Regions from separate parts of the Ovis aries genome. Here region 2 is linked to region 1. Evidence: chromatin contacts called from public Hi-C data. All regions are on one chromosome and are shown on one strand. The core of a region is the stretch at or near the end of the contact, and the rest is flanking DNA. Distances in the headings are between cores, read along the strand shown.

Region 1 (3,995 bases), core at 481-2,980:
TAAATAGTTCAAAAATTGCATGGTGGGTGGGACCTGGAGAATCGTTTCCTGGTTAAATTTGTGTGTTTTTCATTAACCTTAGCCCTTAGGAGACCTGTCCAGGAAGAGCAGAAAAACCAATAGTCAGTCCTGAGTTACTACCCCCTCCCCCGCCCCCCGCCCTGAGGTTTTTTCACTGGGTTAATACAAAGGTGTGATGGGGGAGCTGAAAGTGCCTTGAAACTCTTAAATATCTCATGAATGACTGTACATTGCCCAAGAGAGAACTGGCTTAGACCCTTTGGTTCGTCTGTCTCAGCTGACGCAGAGGGAGGTGAACTGCGCTTGCGGATGGCAGCTCCGCTGCATAGGGCCCGCTGTCCTGTCAGCACAGGTGGCTCCAGTCTGAAGAGTCTTCAGAAACCTTTCCTCTTAGCTCCTAGGATATTTGCATGTTTAACTAAGTTGGAACTTTTGGTTTACCTAATGCCCTGCTGAAAATTGTCCAGGAAATTCCTGCAGTTTGTGGTCCTGGTATCCAGCCTTTACAGTGTGCACAGGATGACATCGTGTGAAATCAGCAGGGACGCCACAGGCGTCAGAGAGAAAGCTGCTACGACTAGAGTTTTGATTGAACAGGAGACTTGATGGCTCCCGGGCTTGTTCATAAACTTCCAGTACATGGAGGCCCTTTCCGCTTTGCCTTTGCTGTCGTTTCTCAGACTCCAGCTCTTGAGTTGATGACGGGGGTTTGGAGGCCCCAGTGCCTTCTGGGTTGTTGACTACAACTGTGATTTTTTTTTAAAGCAATAAACTCATTTTTAGCTAAGCCCATTTAGCACAGGCTGGCAGTAATAATGGCCATTGTTTCTCAAAAGCTTAACACAGCATCTCTTTTTTAACCTTTGCAGCTCTGATCAGGTAGCATTTCACCTTTTTACAGAATAAGAAACTGAGGCTGGGGACTTTAGTGATTTGCTCAAGGTCTGCGGCACCAGCCACACACCCCATCCTGGCTCACTCGTGGCGCCTGCTGCTGTCGTGCCTCCAGGCCCAAGTCAGCCAAGGGGAAGCCCAGGTCTTAGTGGTTGCTGGCTCATTTGGGCCGGTCAAGAAGATCCTCTAAGTAGAAGTCTTGTAGTCTTGTAAGAAAATTCATCTTTTTCAGAATTTATTTTGTAGGTTGATGTACCAGTTGTTGCCACAGAAATTTTAGTCTTTACTCACAAAAACAGAACACTTTAATTCTAAGCATACTTGTTTGAAAAATGACCTTTTCAGTGTTTGCATTAGAATATAATGTAAAAGGTACCGGCCTCATTTGCCTCTCTCTAGTGACTTGCCAACAAGCTTAAGAGTGGCTGCAATTAAATACCTTCGCTTCCTCCTTGAGTCCAAGGGTGTTTGCCCAGATACATTTAACACTCATTCTAAACTTAATTATATTGCTAAATACTAGCATACATTTTGAAAATGACATTTTAAAAAAAATGCCACTTAATAACATTAAAAAAGATGAAGAGTTGGGTGAATGGCAAATCAAGAGTTCTCTACTGTTAGGTATATTTGAAATTTTCCATAATAAAAGTTCCTAGGAATTAAACATTTTTGTGGGGTCGGGGCCGCTGAGGTAACTGGGTGACGCCTGCTGTCCTTTTGACGCTGGCGTCTCACTGCCATTGTCCCCGTGCTCATACCCACAGAGCCGAGAGCGGTTCATCTTTGAGATAATTTGCACACAGTGAAATTCGTCCTCTCTGAGGTTAGTACCGTTCTGTGAATTTGGACAATCATGCATTTACCTTCACGGCCAGGACAGCATTTGAGTGGAGTCTTCAAAGAGGAAACACCTCAGTTGGGAAGGTTGACGCTTGGTTCTTGGTGTACACTTTCTGTTACTGTGACCTCCAGGTGGCGCAGTGGCACCAATTTTGCCCTATTTAGTTCTGTGACTCAGATCCAGACTTCAAGACTTAATAGTATTTAAGATAACAAAGGCTAGTTCAGAGCCCTGTAAACAACGGGCACTTAGAAAATGTTTGCTGACTGATGTGGTAATCTTCCAAGTACAAGAACGAACAAGTATCCGCAGGGTTGGCCTGGGGAGGGTACCAGACTGAAAACATTCTCTTAGAATTCCAAGTAGGAAATGTGTATGATCTTGAACAGACTCCTTAGAGATAAGTTATAGCTAGCAGATAAAATTGTGTCACCTCTGCTCATCCGGGGTGTGGCAAGTTTCATGAGATGATTTCTGAAGTTCAGATTTGACAGAGGAAGGGAGTATCTGAGCTCAGATAAAGAGAGAAGAAGGCTGGTATTGTTAGGCCCTTTGCTGACTTGAAGATGGCCGCAGCAGTCTTGCAGTCTTGCGTCTGGAGAGTGAGGGTCAGCTAGCTTACTCGAGAGGACATCAGCTTAGTGGTCACTGAATGTTCATCCTCATTTAGGAGTTCACCCTCATTTAGTTGTTCACTGAATGTTCATCCTCATATAGTTTTTCTAGAAGCTCTTATTTCCTCACCCCTCTACCACACACAGATCTGTAGGGAGTTTTGGAGAGAAAATTTTGACAAAAGACCAAAGGTTGGTTCAGTGAAAATAGCAGGTAGGTAAGTTACCAAGCAAGCTCCAGGTAGTCACTCCACGAAAGGCTCTCCTTCACTGCCCAAGTGCTTGAAACTGTTATCTCCCTTCCACCACCACCACCGCAACTAATAGTATGATAAAAATTAAGCAGTGTGAAAAAAGGTACATATAGATAGATAATTCTCTGTTTAAATGGACTTTTCTGTAACCCTTTAAAAATGGTCTATTACAGGTAGTTTCTGCCATCATAAGATGCACACCCTCCTTAAGACCCTCCCATATCTTACTGAAGAGTCCGGAAGGAGGAGCAGATACTTAAATCACACAGATCGCAGTGCCACCCTAACGATGCACCAGCTTATTAGCTTTGAGACTGAAGGCAGCACCTTCCTTGTGTTGTGCTTAAGCATCCTTACCTGTAGGTGGGAGAGTGCTTCAGTCACAGGTCCTCCGTGGACGTGCATTTTCTCCTCCCTTCCCCCTCATGGCAGCATGTTGTAATCTTAGTTTTTGTACTTACAGGGAAAGCATTTTAGGGACTATATGATTTATGCCAGATGAATCTACCCATTCCTACAAATCTTTCTCTCTCTCTCTTTTTTCCCCCCTTTGGTAAGAATGAAGCCAAGAAAAATTAAAGAAGATGACGCTCCAAGAACAATAGCTTGCCCTCATAAAGTAAGTAACGCTAGGGGAAAGTGCTCATTTCTGTGGAAGAAGCTGTAGAGAGCTTGTAAGAAGTCGCGCTTTTATTTCCATCTTCATAATTGAGACTCACTGAGGAACTAGAATCTGGGTTCTAAATTCAAGAGACTGTATTTTGTGATGAAAGTTTTGTTGTTCCTTAAAGGCCACTTAAATTTACATACTCTGAAATGGGATTACTGTAGGGCACCAGTGTTTTTATTGTCACTGTATATTCAATATACTCTGTTAGGATTTTGTTTCTTCTTTTTTTCTTCTTCTTTTTGAGTTGTTAAACAAGTCTAATCTTACGACATTGGGCTGTGTCTCACCCACAGACCTTTATAGGACTGTGGGCTCCTTATGGAAATTTGATTTTGCATAGTGCTAGAGTAAGCCTATTAAGGCTTCATCATTTCCTCCACATTTTCTTTAATTTACCTGTTAGCTCTTTGTTGCTAGGGGGTACTTAATTGTTTTCAAATGTAGTTATTAGTTTCTAAAGATAGCCTAAAGTACTTTGAGATACGGATTGGGTCTGTTTTAAACTTGCTGCTGCTGCTAAGTCGCTTCAGACGTGTCCGACTCTTAGTGACCCCATGGACTGCAGCCTACCAGGCTCCTCTGCCCATGGGATTTTCCAGGCAAGAGTACTGGAGTGGGTTGTCATTGCCTTCTCCGGTTTTAAAATTAATTGGAGGTAAAACTGACAAAAGTATCACGTAGGTGGTACAGAAAAACGG
Region 2 (3,995 bases), core at 693-3,192, 78 kb after region 1:
TGGAGCAGCTCAGAAGAGCAGGGGCCTTCTGGGCGCCTGGAATATTACCAAGGTGGGGTATCACCCACCACGCCCTGGCACCTGAGTGTGGATGACAATGGCCTTGGACTGTCAAGTTTCCAGAGGACAAGAAAATGCTTGTCTTTCCCCTCTAAATGATAAGATGAACATTATCTTAAAAGGCAAAGAGGACATTAATCTACATTAAGCCAGGCATAAGCTACTTAGGAGTTCAAGGTGAGATACTGTGGATGGAGATGGACTACTTAGAGACCTCACCAGTGAGAAACAGGACTGCTGCTGCTAAGTCGCTTCAATCGTGTCCGACTCTGTGCGACCCCATAGATGGCAGCCCACCAGGCTCCCCCGTCCCTGGGATTCTCCAGGCAAGAACACTGGAGCAGGACAGCCAACATCAAAGTGCTGAAAGTCAAGCTATGACTCCAAACAGGCAGTGGCTCAGCCAGGATCTCTAGTCCCTACAGAAGTTGTGAGTCACCAGGGCTTTGGGTCAATAGATGCAATGAAATGCACAACTCCGTGGTCCTAAGACTACTCCTCATCCCCGAAGCCAGGGTTTCCAACACTCTGGGAAAAAGCTGGTAACAATACTCAATAAACGCTAAACCTAGCAAAAGATGGCAATACGTACCGGGCGGCAGGAATCACTGCAGAGGTGGCCACTGGAGCCAGGAGCTGAGACTGCCCAGTGCAGCTCCAGCTCTTAAATAGTCTTGCTCTCTTTCTTTCAGTTTCCTTTTCAAAAAAGACTCTTTTCTTTTTTGGTTTCCTTTTTGCCCCACCCTCTACCACTTGCATGTAGGAGTTTCTTATAAACGACCCAGTTTCTCAGAAACACTTCAACCTCATGACCAACCTCTTGGAGGGCGGGGCATGCAGGTGGAGACCAGGGAAACTCTCTGGAGAACCAGGCTGTTAGCTGGTCATTGCATCAGCCACCCTACACCTCAGGCTGGCCTTCCCATAACCTCCTCGCCCTGTTTCTGTTCCCCCGTTCGCGGCATCAGTGTGGAGAACTGTGTATGTTATGCGGTGACAGCGGGGGAGGGCGGGTGGAAAAGCAGATGACAAATTCCTCGCTGCCGCCGCTGCTCACAGAGGCGACGCAGGGCACTGGAAAGACCGCTGAGTTCTGGGATGAGACCTGGGTATTCAATCCCAGTTTGGGCGTTTCCTTGTTACAAGACCCTCGCGCAAATCACATCATCTTTCTGCATCACCCTCCGTTTCTTCACTTGTGAAATGGGCAAAAGAGCAGCCTCCTAACTTCACCGTTGGAGGAGGGCAGGGCAACCCACTTCAGTATCCTTGCCTGGAGAATTCCATGGACAGAGGAGCCTGGTGGGCTACAGTCCGTGGGGGTCGCAAGGGGTCGGACATGACTGAAGTGACTAAACACACAACTTCACCGGGGAGGCGACTAGGTGCGATACCAGAGGCAAAGCCCCTGTCACACGGCCGACACTTAAAAGTGGGGCCTCATCCTTTAGGGAAACAAACAGGAGGGAGACGATGAAGGTCCGGTGCCGCTGCGAGTGCATGACAGGGCAGGGTCGGCGGCGCTGAGGGAAAAGGGGGCGAGGGGCCAGAAGCCGGCGAGCAGAGAGCCGGGCTCTGAGGAGAACACCTCAGGGCTTGGCGTGCAAGCGGCTCCGGGAGGGCCAGATCATTGGGCTCCGCCCCGGCCTCCCCCGGCTTTTTTCATCCCCTCACTTACCGGCCCAGCCGGGCCCGTCAGCGTTGCCGGCTCAGCCACGGGTGGCCTCCTAGGCGTCCGTGGAAACGCCTTCCGGCTGGAACAACTTCCGGCTAGGCTGCGCCCTCATTGGCTCTTCGCGCGGGGCTGCCGGACGGAGGCCGCCGCTGATTGGCTGGCGGTCCCAACACAGGCGGAACGCTACTGGGTTTCAGGGCGCTGGCCGGACGACCCTCCGCAGGACCGAGAGCTTCCGGTGCGTGTGGTGAGCGGCGGGCCGGGGGCGGGAGGGGACTGCTATCTGCCGGCGGCCCGAACGCTGCCCGCCCTTTTCGCGTGTATCTGTCTCCCTGTATCTCCGGTTCCTTCCGAGCGCGCAGTGCCCTGGACGGTGCTCACTGCTCCCTCCTGACGATCCTCACCTCTCGCTCTTGACAGCCCGGCTAACTCCTATTCATTCTTCAAAACCCACCCCTGGTCGTCTCTTGTTAGTGGCCTTCATCAGTCTTAGCCTCCGGCGCAGGGTCTGTGTTTTGTGTTTCATTTCAGTCCATAAGACCTAACATAAGACTTGGCACAGAGTAGGTAATCAGGAAATATTTGTTGAATGACAACATCCTATTCCTTTTACGTTCTCTGTGTCCCCCCTCTCACTGGGTTGTATTTCACAAATATTTCTAGATGCTGGTGATTTAAATAGTGAACAAAACACAGAAAGTTCTATGTTTTGGTGGAACTGACATGTTGATGACTGTCCATGGCACTCTCCCCGCTTTTATAGCCTTATTTTTCCAAAGACTTGACTTTTTCTTCTGGCTGTTCTTCTTGGTTTACTGGCTCCTTCATTTCCATAAACAAAACAAAACAAAAAAACTTCCTTTCCCCCTCCTTTGCCTTAGACACATAAAAGGCAGCAAACAGTTTTCTCTAGAGTTTATTTTGTTCTCCGTTTTCGCCTCTTTTCCATGACTTGTCCTTGCCTTCTTCTCTCCCACCCCATTTTGATCAGTTTTGTTGGTTCCATCGCCTCTGGTTCCTTGCCTTAAGATGATCGTTTTATGCCTGAGGCCTGCCCTGGCCTCCCAATTGCAGGGAAACTGCAATCCCAAGTCCACCATCACGCCTGCTTTTCTTTTCTATCCTGCCTTTCTCCTTAGGATTTCTCACCTCCGGACATGCTCTGTTTCACTTGGTTCTGGTCTGTCTGTCTGCACTGGCATCTGAGCATGGTGAGCTGGGGCTTGGTTAGTAGCGCCTGTGCCGTTGGTATTTGTTGAAGGACGGAATGAAATGTACATGAAGCAGATAGGAAGCCCTAACATCCACTTGCCTGCATTCATTCAGTCCTTGCTACCTTGCCTAGTAGGAATTGGGCCCCATAGGAAGTGGGCCTCATGGCCTCTACTCTTGATCTTTTCCCACAGACCTCTTTAGTTCTGGCCACCTGCCTCTCCGTTGACTGGACAGCTGGGTGGTTAGGAGTCCATCCTAAAGGCTGAGAACAGGTGCCTTTGTGGTGGGAACCTGCTGGGTTCCATTTGGCGGGATGACATGGGATACTGTGGTGAGTTGGGCTGTGCATAGGAATTGAGACAGATGAGCTGTCTGATTAGGTTTTAGGACCGGACTGAGTCATTAAGGAAATGCCAAATCCTTTGCAGTGCAACTGTCCCATTAGTTTATAATTAGTCCATTGTATTAGCTCCACTTGAGATGGGCTGGCTCAGGTTTGGAGTTTTATTTAGACAGGGCCTCTGTGTGTGGGTGTTCCCTGCCTGGCTTGGGCTGCAGATGAAATTGGATTATTGGAGGAGGCAGACCACAGAACAATTTTTGGGTGATGATGTAACTTGTTTGGCAGTGGAGCCTATCAGGCAAATGGTACCCCTTATGGGAAAGGTGAAAAAGTGAAAGTGAAGTTGCTCAGTCGTGTCTGACTCTGCAACCCCGTGGACTGTAACCTACCAGGCTCCTCCATCCATGGGATTCTCCAGGCAAGAATACTGGAGTGGGTTGCCATTTCCTTCTCCAGGGGATCTTCCCGACCCAGAGATTGAACCCGGGTCTCCCACCTTGCAGGCAGACGCTTTAACCTCTGAGCCACCAGGGAAGCCCACGGGAAAGGTGGGGATGGTTGATTCCAGGGGACATGAAACCCACCGTCCAGGGGAGGACATGAGTGATAGACAGGCTGTCTGGAATGGTATAACTGAGGCCCCCCAGGGAATCTTCAGGTCTCACCTGACCCCACGTGTGGGAAGAGGAGCTCAGGATGGTC

Evidence for each region. Hi-C and Micro-C count contacts between places; a contact is called where the count stands out from the background.
Region 2: a contact with region 1 is called in a Hi-C map of blood, with 6 times the contacts expected there. The contact joins the promoter of WDR25 here to the enhancer-like site in region 1. A contact is called at or near these places in 9 of 16 Hi-C or Micro-C datasets (blood, liver, mixed tissues and 3 more).

Annotation. Positions count from the first base shown.
Region 1 is chr18:62,831,496-62,835,490 of ARS-UI_Ramb_v3.0, forward strand. It overlaps YY1 (YY1 transcription factor), which reads left to right. Exons shown (of 5, transcript XM_027957397.3): 3 at 3,186-3,246. Among named protein-coding and RNA genes, the nearest start is that of YY1, 20 kb to the left of the region's middle. Within about 2 kb of position 1,731, at least 7 of the 54 cell types and tissues checked have an H3K27ac peak or open chromatin away from gene starts, as enhancers often do.
Region 2 is chr18:62,909,678-62,913,672 of ARS-UI_Ramb_v3.0, forward strand. It overlaps WDR25 (WD repeat domain 25), which reads left to right and starts at 1,943. Exons shown (of 7, transcript XM_027957401.3): 1 at 1,943-1,973. It overlaps WARS1 (tryptophanyl-tRNA synthetase 1), which reads right to left and starts at 1,797. Exons shown (of 11, transcript XM_012099042.5): 1 at 1,739-1,797.